Regions from separate parts of the Macaca mulatta genome. Here region 1 is linked to region 2. Evidence: chromatin contacts called from public Hi-C data. All regions are on one chromosome and are shown on one strand. Each heading gives the region's core, a stretch centred on a gene start, on an enhancer-like site or on the middle of the called end of the contact. The rest is flanking DNA. Distances are from core to core; before and after follow the strand shown.

Region 1 (3,407 bases), core at 42-2,541, 80 kb before region 2:
TGTAAATGTGTCTAAGTTCAAAACAAAAGAAGTAAACCTTTTGGTTAATTCGATGTTGCGCATCAGAGATTTTCATTTATGAAACAGTGGGGTGGTGAGCCACAGATGTGGAACAAAATCATTCTTTACCCAACAGCTTTTTTTTTTTTTTTTCCTTGACACTGAGTCTCGCTCTGTCTCCAGGCTGGAGTGCAGTGTGGGACGATGCCGGCTCACTGCAACCTCCGCCTACCGGGTTCAAGCAATTCTTCTGCCTTAGCCTCCAAAGTAGCTGGGACTACAGGTGCGCACCACCATGCCCAGCTAATTGTTGTGTTTTTAGTAGAGACGGGATTTCACCATGTTGGCCAGGATGGTCTCCTCTTGACTTCGTGAGCCGCCTGCCTCAGCCTCCCAAAGTGCTGGGATTACAGGCGTGAGCCACCGTACCCAGCCCAACAGCTCTTTTTATTAGCTTCTAAGAATCTCAGCTGGCCACCTTTGGCTAACAAAGATATCTTGTTGCCTAATGTAACAGGCTGTAACAACAAACAAAAAGGCAGAGGGTGGGTGGGAGGCGGTATTTTGTGTTCTCTCCAATATACTTCCTGACTGCTTCCTGCCAAAACCCCAAAGAGCCCAAGCCTTACTAAATCTAGTTCAAACCTCTAGTGGTCCTGGCCCAAATCATCAAAAAGGAACTACGGTAGCAAGTCCACTGTTTATTTACCATGTCACCTCTCCTTCCTGTCTCTTAGGATCAGTGTTAACAGACAAAGCAACTCTGTCACAAAAGGAAGCCTTCATCTTTTTAAAGTGGGGGTGAAAGCAGCAGGAGTGCATAAAATGGCATATTTCCTTTCTGAAGACAAAGGAGACAAAAAGGTATGCCCCAGCTATAGAGTCAGACCACATAGCTGTAGCTCAGAGACTGCAAAATGTTTTCAGATGAACAAGCAAGTAGATGGCTGCTGTAGTCAGAAGGATTTTGGGGTCAGTTGACTGCCACGAAGCCTAACAGCTCAAAGGAGCAGATTTTGTTTTATATCTGAGCAGCTGGCCTGGAAAAAATAAATCACTCATACATTTAAAATACTCTATAATAACCACAAAACACTCAAACCCATGCTCTTTACATTTAGCAGGCACAGGAAGAAACCAGAGCATCCGATGATCAAATGATTTGCCTGAAGGTAGCAGAGCAAATTCAATAGCTGACCTTTCCGTAGAACTTGGTATCCCAGCTCGTGGTCTTTCGATCCATCTAAGAAGCTTTGCTGTCTCTTCTCAGAGAGCCTCTTGAATTACAAATGAGGAGGAAGGAAAACAGCAAGAGTAAATATACGAAGCAGAAGTTCAGACTGCCCATTGGGGACTGCCCCCTTCCTTCATCTGCTAGAATGTCACTACCATATATTAAAACCTCAATTATCCATAATGGAGACGGGAAGAGGCAAGATAACACAAAAAACCAAATAGGAGCCAATACTTGTTCTAACATGATCTTGAGATGCAGTCAGTGATACTCAAAAGACACACAAATGACCCTCTGCACCAAACTCTGCTGATTGACCCTAGGTGTCTAGCTTGGGTCACAGCCCTGCACACAGGCCCAAAATTTTGGCGGGATCACTTTCCTATCTAGATCTCTAGGCAAAGGCTTTATGTTATTGTTGTTCTTTGAAGCTACAAAGTTTGGCATTTTCATATTCTCTTTTCAATTACGAAGTATCATGTTAAGAGAATCCATAAGCAGAGGGTTTGGATCTATACAAAACCTATTGGTGATTGTTATCTCCTTGAAGAGATAATGATTTAAAAAGAAATCATATAGACCAAGCGGGGTGGCTCATGCCTATAATCCCAGCACTTTGGGAAGCCAAGGCAGGTGGATGGCTTGAGCCCAGGAGTTCAAGGCCAACCTGGGCAACATAGAGAAACCCCATGTCTACAAAAAATACAAAAATTAGACAGGCATGGGGACATGCACCTATAGACCCATCTACTCAGGAGGCTGAGGTGGGAGGATCACCTGAGCCTGGGAGGCTGAGGTTGCAGTGAACTGAGATTGTGCCACTGCATGCCAGCTTGGGTGACCCTGTATAAAAATAAAAATAAAAATAACTCATATAATCACTCTTTTTTTTCCCGGAGATGAGTCTTGCTGTGTTGCCCAGGCTGGAGTGCAGTGCCATGATCTCGGCTCACTACAACCTCTGCCTCCCAGGTTAAAGCAATTCTCATGCCTCAGCCTCCCGAGTAGCTGGAATTACAGGTGCCTGCCACCATGCTCGGCTATTTTTTGTATTTTTAGTAGAGACAGGGTTTCACCATGTTGGCCAGGCTGGTCTCGAACTCCTGACCTCGTGATCCGCCTGCTGTGGCCTCCCAAAATGCTAGGATTACATGCGTGAGCCACTGCACCTGGCCATAATCATGTTTTTATGGACAGATATTTTTTATGCTTCTTAATATTCTTTTGTATATCTTCAGAGAAAGATACAAGTTTTTCCCAGTATATTCAATAGAATGTGCCCTGTAGTTATTAAGCAATGAGCACCTCTAACAAAATTAGCAAATGTACTCAACAATTTGTTTAATTAATTAATGTAGGAGATTTTTATCTGAATTTAGTTGATATAACTTCAGTCCTATGCAATGATATCACTGTGGGCCCCAGCTGATGAATTCTAAGTCAAGGCAAAACTGCAGACAGGTTAAACCAAAAAAAAAAAAATTAGCAGCCTAGGGCGGGCACCGTGGCTCATGCCTGTAATCCCAGCTACTCAGGAGGCTGATGCAGGAGAATCACTTGAACCCAGGAGGTGGAGGCCACAGTGAGCCGAGAGCCGAGATCATGCCACTGTACTCCAGCCTGGGCAACACAGTGAGACTCTATCTCAAAAAAAAAAAAAAAAAAAAAAAGGAGCCTCAAGTAGCAGAATTGAACCAGGATGTTAGTAGTTGGCCAGGCGCAGTGGTTCACGCCTGTAATCCCAGCACTTTGAGAGGCTGAGGTGGGTGGATCACGAGGTCAGGAGTTTGAGACCAGCCTGGTCAACATGGTGAAACCCCATCTCTACTAAAAATACAAAAAAATTAGCCAGGGGTGATGGCGTGCACCTGCAATCCCAGCTACTCATGAGGCTGAGTCAGAAGAATTGCTTGAACCCGGTAGGTGGAGGTTGCAGTGAGCCGAGATCACGCCACTGCACTCCAGCCTGGGTGACAGAGTGAGACTCCATCTCAAAAAAAAAAAAAAAAGAAGACATTAGTAGCAAATACAAGTAACACCATGTGCTTCATTGGAGAACTCCCAATGCTACTCATTAGCATAGTAGTTTATCATCTGCACTTTGAGCCAGACTATCTGGGTTTTAAGGTGGGCCCTATGCTTCTTGATTATGCAATTTGAGGCAAATTACTTG
Region 2 (3,809 bases), core at 864-3,363:
ACAGCCTATGCTATAAGGTAACCCTGGAGTCAACTGCTGTTTGATACAGCATCAGCATGAGGTTAGGGTACACTGATTTGAGCAAAGATGGGAGGTAGAGAGACACCCTGAATTTTATTACCCACAACAATTATTTAGGATGAGTTTTTCCCCTCTTCAAATTACCCAAGTCCTTTTTGTTTTATACAGAAAGACAAAAGTAGCTTGAGTCTATAATTCCTTCCCTATAATTTCCCTTATTTTTAACGTGCATGTGCTTAAAAAGCAAGATCACAGAAGGGTTTATAACAAAAAGCCAAAGTCCCCAGCCTCAACTCACACCTCCTCTTAGGAAAACTTTTTTTTTTTTTTTTTTTCAGACGGAGTTTCGCTCCTTTTGCCCAGGCTGGAGTGCAACGGTGCGATCTTGGCTCACTGCAACCTCCGCCTCCCGGGTTTCAAGCAATTCTCCTGCCTCAGCCTTCCAAGTAGTTGGGATTACAGGCATGCGCCACCATGCCTGGCTAATTTTGTATTTTTAGTAGAGATGGGGGGTTCTCCAAGTTGGTCAGGCTGGTCTCGAACTCCCGACCTCAGGTGATCCGCCCGCCTCGGTCTTCCAAAATGCTAAATTACAGGCGTGAGCCACCGCGTCCGGCCTCGGAAAACTCTTAACTGCTTCCCATTTTTAGTTCTGGCAGCTCTCTCCATATTTGTGGAAACGATTTATTGGATTATCAATGTAAGGTATTATCTGTCGACTCACTGCTAAAATAGATCAGGATTTAACTAACACTCCTCTCCACCTCTTCCCTCTTTCCGAATTTCTAACAGTTTATTACCTTATGTTCTAGAGATAATCTTTCAATTATATACTTAAACCTCGATTTTTTTGTTTCGTTGCTCAAAGTTTGCTAGATATTGGCCCTGCTGTCTTCCATCAGCTGCAATTTTACCTTTACGTCAAGGTTGAGAACATTGACCTTCAGGTCTGTCATCCTGCTTAAGAGTTTCCGTGCTTTGTCTGTAAGATGGTGCTAAAAGCTTTACTCATGAGCAGTATTTGCTGGGTTATGTCGGTGGAGGACAGCGTGCTCTGCCTTGCTGGCTACTAAGTGCTGGGGCTGCAGCCTGACCCCTCCAGGTGCAATGCCACGTCCCCAGATGCTTAACTTGTGGTCTAGAGGTACCTTTTAAAAATCGTTGCAACCCTGCTTACAATTTTCCCCCTCCAAGTGGACAGCTTCGGGCATCCCTCACTGCCCCAGATTCTCAACGGGGTCTGGCGCCCACCGTTTTAGGGAGCGTAATTCCCAGAGCTCAGATGTCAACGAGACAAGAGCTACCGCTCAGTGGGCGTTTTCTCAGCCCTAAACTCCCGATCGACTCCGAGTCTCCTTGCCGGACCCGGAGCAAATCTCAGAGTCAACATGCGAGAAGCGGCAGCCGGGCGGCGGACCTCCGGCTTCCGGCACCCTCGCGCTTCCCGCCGGCACGAAGGACGCCTCTCGACAACCGCCCGCCTCTCAGAGGCCGAAGTCCTAGGCCCTCCGGCCTGCGCTGCCTGTCCACGGACGCGCTGGCCTCGGGACACCCACCAAAGCGGCAGGACTCGCCTCCGCCAGCTCCACAGCCCGGAACCTAGTACGCGCTCCTAGGAGCCGCACAGCGCAGATCAGGGGGCGGGCTTTCGGCCGCACCCCTTCACTGTTTCCCCGCCTTCTTTGTTTATTCGGGGCCCGTCATTGGCTGCTTGGCCTCGAAACCGGGCGAGCCGCGGGTCTTTGGAGAGACGCTATTGGACGAAGTCCCTGTCGCTCGGCCAGCGGCCCGCTCGCGATTGGTTGAGAAGCCGCCGGGGGTTTGAATCGCATCCCCGGCCGGGGAGGGTTCTGCCAAAGTGCCACGTTGGGCCCGGCGGCGGCGTGAAGACCGGCGGCAGCGTGAGAACCTGGCTCCCTACGTTCGCGCCGTAACGCCCGGCCGTTGGGGCCGTTGGGAGGCGCTAGGCGAGTCGAAGCAGCCGGCCGGTCGGCGGCGGTCGCCGGCGGGAACGGGGCTGAGGCGGCGCGGCGGAGCCTGGGCGGCGGCGCGTCCCGCCCGAGGGCGGCTCTGGCTGAGGGCGGAGGGGCCGGGGAAGAGCCCGGGGCAGCGGCTGAGGCGGGACGGCGGCGGCGGGGACCGTTGCCCCTAGAGGACCCAGCCGAGATGCTGGCGGAAAACCTGGTGGAGGAGTTTGAAATGAAGGAGGACGAGCCGTGGTACGACCACCAGGACCTCCAGCAAGGTGAGGGCGGGGGCGCCCCGCGGGCGGGCGGGCGGCGGCGGCGGCGGCCTGGCCCGGGAGGCCCCCGCTGCGAAACTGTTAAAAAGTTGCTTTTTCTGGCGGCTGAGGATGCAGGTGCCGGGAAGGGCTCGGGCTCACCTGGCGGCGGGGCCGGCCGTGCCCGTGGATCCCGCCCGCAGGAAGCCTCGGCGCGGGGCCCACGGCCCTGCTAATGCGCAGTTGAATATCAGACCCGAGGCGCATGGGGGCCAGGGACGCGCCAGGCACCGTTTTAAGCGCTTTCCGTGGATTAGCTAGTTTAATCCTCACTGCATTCCTCCGAGGCAGACCGGGTGAGCCAGTGTGTCCCGTAGTAAGTGGCAGAGCCCGAGAAGCCGCCCCCTCGCAGGCTGTGTAGCCCAGCGCCTTTCTTGGCCAGCACGGAGGGCCGGCTGCTGCAGGTGGTAGTGGTTTTGCGATGTAGCGGGAGCTGTGCGCTCTGCGCCGTAACTCTAGGAGACAGTAACTTTTAAAAAATTGATTAATTTTGAGGGTACATAGTAGGTGTATCTATTTATGGGGTACGTGAGATGTTTGGATACAGGCACGCAGTGTGAAATAAGCACGTGATGGAGAACGGGGCGTCCATCCCTTCCAGCATTTATCCATTGAGGTACAAACAATCCAATTACACTGAGAGTAACTTTTGTTATCCCATTTTCCAGATGAGGAAAGCGGAGGTTGAAACGGTTGAGTGGCTTGCCTAAAGCTAAGTGGGGGAGGGAGTGGTTTTTTGAACCCACACACTCAAAAGGAGGAGTTGTAGTCACTCCTCAAACCCCCATCCCTTCCTTACCATCCTAGTTAACAGTTTTTTTTCAGTTGGGAATTAAGCTGTTACGCATAGTTCACCAGATGCCAGTTGAAATGACAGAAGAGCGCTTCTACCTCTGCCACTTTTCTTCAGTTTGCATGCCAGCTTTCACTTAGAAATAGGCCTGCCGATGGTGTCTCCAGAGAACAATCATAGAGCAGCCAACACTTTGGGGCCAGTGGGGCCCCACTTTTTTTTATACTAATAGCAGGAGCTAGCAATTGGGGAACACTTTTGATGTGCCTAACACTGATAGGCCCATAACAGAGTTGCTCATTTATCTCCCAGTAACACAATAGAGGTGATAATGTTGGGGAGTGCTAGGGTTCCCCTTAAGACTCGAGAGCAAACATTCTTAACCGCTATACTGAACACTGTGAATAATCCTCAGGAATTTTTCCCGGCATCTTTGGTTTCTGCAATTCTATGTAAATGTTTTCAGCTCTAATCTTGCAGTGAAAATTAACATCTCATTTAGTTAAATATTGAATGATGCTGATGCTTGTTCATGCTAACCACTGAACATGGCAGATGCTTGTTCATGCTAACCACTGAACATGGCAGATGCTTGTTCATGCTAACCACTGAACATGGCAGAAGGAAACTGTGTAGACTTGAGTAACTCAGAAAAGGAAAATAAAACGAGCACCTCTTTTGGAGGAAGATAATTTCTTAAATTAACATGCAATC

The links. A called contact is a pair of places that touch in the nucleus more often than the background predicts.
Region 1: a contact with region 2 is called in a Hi-C map of blood, with 2.5 times the contacts expected there. The contact joins the promoter of METTL9 here to the promoter of CDR2 in region 2. A contact is called at or near these places in 2 of 14 Hi-C or Micro-C datasets (blood and fetal cortex germinal zone).

What each region holds. Positions count from the first base shown.
Region 1 is chr20:21,921,967-21,925,373 of T2T-MMU8v2.0, reverse strand. METTL9 (methyltransferase 9, His-X-His N1(pi)-histidine) reads right to left here and starts at 1,291. Exons shown (of 5, transcript XM_077986521.1): 1 at 1,199-1,291. The coding sequence starts at 1,243. It overlaps LOC144338113 (a long non-coding RNA gene), which reads left to right. Exons shown (of 3, transcript XR_013411941.1): 2 at 738-864.
Region 2 is chr20:21,842,866-21,846,674 of T2T-MMU8v2.0, reverse strand. CDR2 (cerebellar degeneration related protein 2) reads left to right here and starts at 2,113. Exons shown (of 5, transcript NM_001260929.2): 1 at 2,113-2,266. The coding sequence starts at 2,188.